Regions from separate parts of the Hordeum vulgare genome. Here region 2 is linked to region 1. A link is a contact called in public Hi-C data. All regions are on one chromosome and are shown on one strand. Each heading gives the region's core, a stretch centred on a gene start, on an enhancer-like site or on the middle of the called end of the contact. The rest is flanking DNA. Distances are from core to core; before and after follow the strand shown.

The links. A called contact is a pair of places that touch in the nucleus more often than the background predicts.
Region 2: a contact with region 1 is called in a Hi-C map of seedling, with 3 times the contacts expected there. The contact joins the enhancer-like site here to the promoter of LOC123406306 in region 1. A contact is called at or near these places in 3 of 6 Hi-C or Micro-C datasets (leaf and seedling) and 1 of 1 datasets of contacts at active chromatin or transcription factors (embryo).

The regions. Positions count from the first base shown.
Region 1 is chr6H:45,405,169-45,408,821 of MorexV3_pseudomolecules_assembly, reverse strand. It overlaps LOC123406306 (calnexin homolog), which reads right to left and starts at 2,017. Exons shown (of 6, transcript XM_045099793.1): 1 at 1,864-2,017; 2 at 1,699-1,768; 3 at 1-644. The coding sequence starts at 1,944.
Region 2 is chr6H:45,628,435-45,632,087 of MorexV3_pseudomolecules_assembly, reverse strand. No RefSeq gene overlaps it. Among protein-coding and RNA genes, the nearest start is that of LOC123402024, 130 kb to the left of the region's middle. Within about 2 kb of position 1,702, at least 3 of the 3 cell types and tissues checked have open chromatin away from gene starts, as enhancers often do. A contact at or near this core is called in leaf and seedling, where this site is marked.

The DNA of each region.
Region 1 (3,653 bases), core at 768-3,267:
AGGCTTGGTGGCCTCCTCATCCACAATTTCCATTGGGGCATCCTCATCCCAGTCATCAGGCTTCACGGCATCTGGATCAGGGATTTTAGCTCTCTCATCCCAGTCCTCTGGCTTCTTGTCGTCGGGATCAGGAATAGTCTTTGATGGAATAAGTGCTGGCTCAAAATCATCAGCAGACAGGAAGTTTGCTTTGCTCTTCTCCACCCCATCAACCAAAATTCTGACCTCGTTATCCGGCTTCAAGATAGCCGTGTAGACATGAGAGAGCTTGTCATATGGGACAGAGGGCGGGGACTTGAGGTGATGTTCAACATATTTGCCAGTCTTAGGGTTCTTGTGCTTCAGGATGAAGTGAACCTTGTTTGTTGAACCGCACTTGTCAGGACCAAACATAATTGTGTATGGAGTATCATTGTCAAAGTCCTTGGCGTTCCATCCCACAGCCTGAGGACGGATGTACTTGATATAAGCACCTCCACACTCAAGGCCATTCTGAAGCCTCACTTCAAACTGCAGGACAACTGTCTTGTCCTTCAAAGTAACAGGGTAATCAAGCTCTTTGATTATGGCATATTTCCTGGCTGGCTCACTAACAAGGAGGCCATAGTCTTCATGGCCATCACTCTTCGAGTGCTTCCATGCACCTGTATGGCACATTATATTAACACAATACATGAGTGCAGTACTAAAAGTATTAGTGGAACAACAAATTTTGACAGGAAATGGAGTCGAATGAACAACTGCCAGACAGGCAAAACCTACATTAGAAAAGACATGGGAAACAAGGCAGATAATCAAAGAACAAGAGGCATAAGTTTAACGCAGAAATGCCAATTCTTAGTGAGAAAAACAGGGCATGAACATGAATTAACTGTATGACAAGAGTTGCAAAGAACATCATTTTACAGCTAGCCATCTACTAATCGCAATACTCACAAATCACCATTCCATTTGTACCATCAGAATCCCTATCAAAAAACAATTAGGTCACAAGGTTGCCAAGCCATCATAATTCACCTAGTAATGTTACACTGTTAAGAGCGAGGTGCTGCACTTTGCATCGATCATATGACATGCTAGCAGGGAAACAATACATAGAGCAACAATTTTAATTAACTCGATGGGGATATTGATATAATTATAAAGACAACTACCACAATGCAGACAATTGCTGCATTTTCTCGACGTTTCAAATGCAGCTCATCTACACAAATTAAACTGTCATCACGCAGAAAGGCAGGAACAAGACTATACATCATAGCCAATTCACCTCTCAAAACACATTGCATGTACTCTTCGTTCCTCCGCATTGTTCTATCATATACTGACTAGTGACTACAAATAATCTAACAACTGTGGAGCGCTTATTGTCACCAACAAGACCATGGCAGTGGATGCGTAGCGGATCTGAACTAACGCATCACCATATGTAGGAACAAAGGCAACAATCTGCAAACATATTCTGAATCTCACGGTCGCCAAACGTATCGCTCCCGATAACTCATCGCTACCTCAACTAAACAATTGAATCGAACTCCACATAAAATCGCCTCACAACGTTAGCAGATCAGATTCAGCACCTCGGAAGTCAGTAGAGAATCCCACAGAACGGATCAGAAACCCAGCCACCTGCCGCTAAACCCAAGCACGGATCTCTCACAGATCGAATAACACGCAACGGAAAGGCGGGAGAATCACCTTTGTACTCATCCTTGCCGGACACGATCCAGCTCCCGTCGAAGCTCTCGTCGAAGGACTCGTGGAACAGCTGCGAAACCCCACGCAGAACATCACAAATCTCACCCAAAATTGAGCGGAAAAAAGAACCGGAAGCAGCGACACGAAGCCGGGGAGATGAATTACCGGATCCGACGCGCTGATCTGCGCGAACAGCGCCGAGATCACCAGCAGCGGCAGCAGGAGCACCGCGCGCCCTCCCGTCATCCTCCTCCCCTCCGCGATCTCTCTGGGACCGGAAGAAACTTCCACTGGTGTCGATCTTCGAAGCGACCGATGCCGGGGGAGGAGACGGGTGTAATTGAAGGGGCGACAAGGAACGTTGGACGGCTGGGATGAGGCGGGGTGGAGGATGCGACGGCCGAGATGTGCTGGACGGGGAGGTTGTGTCGCGATACGTGGCGTGAGTCGTTCCGGCCAATCAGGGGCTGCTTAGACGGGATGTTAGCCAACGGAATGGTGCCACGTACGCATGGTGACGCCTGGACCCACCGGGGGCTCCACGTGGAAGCTTTGGGCGGGTTTTTTTCCTCTCACTGACTTTGTCAGATCTTCCTCGAGACTCGAGTGACCTTCTTTTCTGTTCAAACGTGAGTTTTCTTTTTCAGGACTAAAAAGCTTTATTCATACTCCCCGTCTAGAATAAGGCGTAAAATGATAAAATGAATGTACTTAAAATTAATATCATTTAGGTAAATTTATTATTTTACAAGTAATTTTAAATGGAGTGAGTATGAAATAGCGTGTTAAATGTGGGTTTTCGCACTTTAGATGCACCGTCAACCATCAGGCTCCTGACCAGAAAACCACGGGGAGTCCAAGCAACACTCTCTCATCTCTAAGGTCTTGTTCGGTAGCAAAGTATTATAAAAAAACAAAGTATTCAAAATTACAGTAATGAATTTAACATGTAAGCATAAAATGTCATGGTTTTAATATAATAGCGTCCGCGTCGCCCCTGCCGGCGGTTTGGGCGGAACCCTAGCCGCAGCTGTCGCCACCCCCTTCCTCTGCTTCCTCTTCTCTCGTCGTTGGAGGAAGCCAGCGGGCTAGGCCCGGTCGGCAAACGGCGATGGCAAGGCGTTTCCTCACCTTGTTGTGCGCTCTCGCGGTCGGTAGAAGGAAACTGCCTACACATCTCAGGCAGTTGTCCGAGCTGCTTGGGGCCTAAATCCACCTCTCTCTGTGTGTCTATGTGTTTTCATTTGCGCTGGGCTGGACCTCTTGCGAGATTGCATGTTCGGGGTCACGGGCCCACAAAAGTTTTTCAAATTTATATGTTAATAAACTCCTTTTGATTTGTTATTTAATTCTTTGTGGGTTCAATAGAAATTTTATTCCATAGTAACAGGGTTACAATCTGAAGGCCAAATTTCCTCTATACATGGAGGACCTTGATGCAACCACACAGTCATGATGCATTTAGTTCGACTATACCTAGCTAGGCAATCTGCATGCCATGTTTTGATCTCTATGAATTTTCTGAGGAATAAAATCCCTACCGATCAATATAAACTTAATCTCCGAAACCATCTGTCCTTAAGCAGAGTGATCCAAACTATTACTACTCTCTCCGTCCAGGTGTATAAGGCATGCGCGTAGTTCTAGGTCGTTAATTTAACTATTTAAATATATAATATATGTAATAAATAATATATCATTAGATTCATGCGGGGATGTAGTTTTTGAATATGTAATTTTTATGGCATATGATATATATTTAGCTAGTTAAATTAACAACCTAGAACTACGTACATGCCATATACACTTGGACGAAGGTAGTAGAAAGGATAGAATGAGCCTTCAAGAGCTTGTTTGCAATCAAATACTCCCTCCGTTCCTAAATATAAGTCTTTGTAAAGATTTCACTGATGGACCACATACGGATGTATATAGACATATTTTAGAATATACAT
Region 2 (3,653 bases), core at 453-2,952, 220 kb before region 1:
AAATTCTTATTAGTTGTCTCATTCATTAAAAATTCACGAAAACAACTCTAGTCTAATCAACTACCCACAGGCCGTTGATTGTTTCCTCGTCGTCTCCGGCCTGGCCCCGCAGAGGGAGATCAGGTTATGCTAATCTCGTGATTTCTGCCAATTAATCAGGTAGCATCCCGCTACCTGTGCATGTAGTATCTTGCTGGTTTGGTTTGGTATAAGCAGCTTTGGTGGAGGGATGGGACATTGAGGGAGGGGATGGGGCAGAAATGGGAAGGAGACCGAATGAGCGGAGTGGTCGATTGTGGACTAAGAACTAGGGTTAAAGGAGTTTTTGTGGGGTCGTGGCAGGCTAGAGTGGGGCCACAACCCTACGTGTGGGGTCGTTTGGGCGTCCCGGTATGTGCCCCAAATATGGGATGGGTATGGGTGTTACCGGGCTGGGTATGGGGTTTGTCGAACACCCCGTACGTTTGGGCTGGATTTCTTAGTCCAGTTAGGTCAGGATTTTCGTTACGGGCAGTCACCGGTGAGGGTGCCCGGAGATTTGGAACTTATATAGGATGTTCGTTTGAAGATGCTCCTAAATTATCCTTCTTCTTGGTTACACCGGTTTCTTTGATAAACCTTGTTGTCTTCTCCAGGCGGTGAGGAGAAAGTTTTTCGTCATGCTCGCACACCAATGAATTTTGATGTTGGATACTTCAGACCGAATCGAGAGGTCAACGCCCAGCACTACAATTACAATGTGTTTTCGTGCATGAATGCTTTTCTGTTGTCATTGTCAAAGGTTATCCGGCTCCGGTATGGGAGTGATGATAACGGCAGGTAGCAGTGGAAAATTTGACTTACAACCTACATATTGAAATGACATTTTCACTTTCACACATTGACATTAGAGTTACACGCGAAGTAATTTATCTATGGCCAATATATTTGACTACCTCACAGATTGGCAACATTTTTAGTCGAGCAAGGCAGAACGTTAGCCATCATTAGTAGAATTTGACTTATACATGGGCATATCCTGGGTTGGGCTGGGCTTTGAGCCGGGCTAAAAAAAGCCCGCAACTGAAATCCCAGGCATGAGCCTGGCCCGGTTCGATTGTCGAGCCTAGCAAATAGGGCCCAAATCCGTCCTATGCCCGAATTTGATAGAGTTTGACTTGACCTCATATAAAATGACGTCTTCAAACTCGAGAAATTATTTACGTGCGAAATGAGCCGATCATTTCTTGAGTTCACAATTGCATGATGGTGATGCGAGAAACAGGGTTACCGCCATGGGATTAGCATCTCGTATTAAAACTTCGGGTTAGGTATGATTTTCAAAATTCCGGAGCAATTTAACGATAATTATAAAGCGAGATGCGAAAGCGGTGGCGGGGTCATGGACAAGGTGTTCTTTCCCGCTTTAGTTATTTTCTTCACTTTTTTGCAGTAGGCTAAAAGAATCAGAATGCAAATTCTTATTTGTTGTCTCATTCATTAACAATTCACGAAAACAACTCTAGTCTAATCAACTGCTCCTAGGCCGTTGATTGTTTCCTCGTCGTCGCCGGCCCGGTCCCGCAGAGGGAGATTAGGTTATGCTAATCTCATGATTTCTGCCAATTAATCAGGTAGCAGCCCGCTACCTGTGCATGTAGTATCTTGCTGGTTTGGCTTGGTATAAGCAGCCGGGACCGGCGGCCGGGTCGCGTCCCTTTTCGCTTTGGTGACCCGGTACCGGCGGCGTACTTCCGTGTCTCTTCCTGTTAGGACAAACGCTAGCTAATGTCCATGTGCAGCAAATAAATGGAGAATAATTGGGGGCTCGGGTGGTTTAACACCATAGCATGTGGTTGTATATATGGGCACGGGGAAGATAGCTGATGATCGGGGCCCCGGCGTCCGTCATCATTTTGGCGCCCTGCTCCTAATCATTTTCGACTCAAACCAGCTTGCTCGATCTGAGAAAAAAAAACTTGCTTCGAAGTTTCCCGTTAATTCCTTTCCAGCACAAACAGATGTTGGGAACAGGAGGCACGCACGGCCGTTGCTTTCGAGTCACACTCACTACTGCTGCCCCTACATGCACAAATTTGCAGCGGTTGGAGAGTCGACGTATGTACGGTGATATATACTTACGTACATGCGTGCGTACACAAGGCGGTTCTAAACCTCTGCTGCTATTTCGGCGAGACGCCCGCGCGAAATAGCGACCTGGCATGCGAACAGCACTACAGCGGATGTACGTACGTGCACCGGTACATGAAGCATGGTTGTGCCTGCTACTGATAGTCAAACTGCGTGTACCGACCACCTGCCACGAAACCAGCCAGCAGCCCGCCTACCGAGGCGTTCGCTTCCCGGCCACGGAATCGTATGTGGTACTACTTCACATAAAATAACGTTTCCGTGCCGGTCTCCAAAGAAAAAAGGGTGTGTATTACTAGTAGAGTAACATGTTTCCTCTGTTTTTTCTATGTCAAGATCGATTCAACGCCACGTGCCCATGCAGCTGCAAGTACGCACCGCATATATGCATCTTGTCCCATCTGCGATCAGGCTATCTCGATCGTGGCTGCGCGTGCACACGTACTATACGTCGGTAGGTAGGACGTGCCGATCGAGCCAGCCTCGTTACGTGCGTAACGAGATGTCTGAGGCGGTATCGAGCACGTACGGGCCGGCAACGATATGTGCATGTATATGTACGCGGCTGGTACGAGTTCCCGGCCGCCACTCAGGAAGAAAGTGCAGGGCGAGCCGTGGAGGTAGGTGCCGTGGCGTCGCGGTCGGTGTCCGTCGCGTCTCAGTCGTCCCTCTCCGGCGGCGTGCTCCACAGGATCAATACCCTGGCTTTGTCATGTGCGCTAAGCTACGACTACGAGACAAGACAAGTTCAAAATGACGGGGTGTAAGAGCATCTATCATGCATTTTTTCACTGTTTTAACTTTTTTTTCTAACATGAGCACAAAAAATGAACCAGACTTGAAACCATTTCACGATCTGACCCTTTTAGAAACGCCACAAGCCGTGGCGTTGCTGCCCCACTATGCAACGCCTGTCTACCGTGACGTTGCTGCCCTACAGTGACACGCCTGTTTATCGTGACGTTTTTTCTTTTTTGCAACGCCGGTCTAAAGGGGCGTTGCAGACCCACTGTGAAACGCCAACAGTGCTGGCGTTGCTGCCCAACAGTGACACGCCTGTCTACCGTGGCGTTTTTTCTTTCTTGCAACGCCAGTCTAATGTGGCGTTGCAGGCCCATTGTGAAACGCCAACAGTGCTGGCGTTGCAGACCCACTATGGAATGTAGCGACGACATCCAGCCAGCCCACGGCATGTTGCCAGCAACATGTGTAGTGCTGAAACGCCATGGACCATGGCGTTTCACGCCTGGCCTGCAACGCCACATTAGACTGGCGTTTGAGTGGGTCTGCAACGCCACATTAGACTGGCGTTTGAGTGGGTCTGCAACGCCACATTAGACTGGCGTTTCTATGTGTGTCCACAATGCCACGGGCTCTGGCGTTTTAAAAAAGGTCAAATCGTGAAATGGTTTCAATCAGAGTTCATTCCATGCAATACTTTCATCCCATGGGTCAAAATCGTGAAAAAATCCATCTATCATCTACAACCGGATCTCTCAGACATATCCCAACGGCTCTTTATA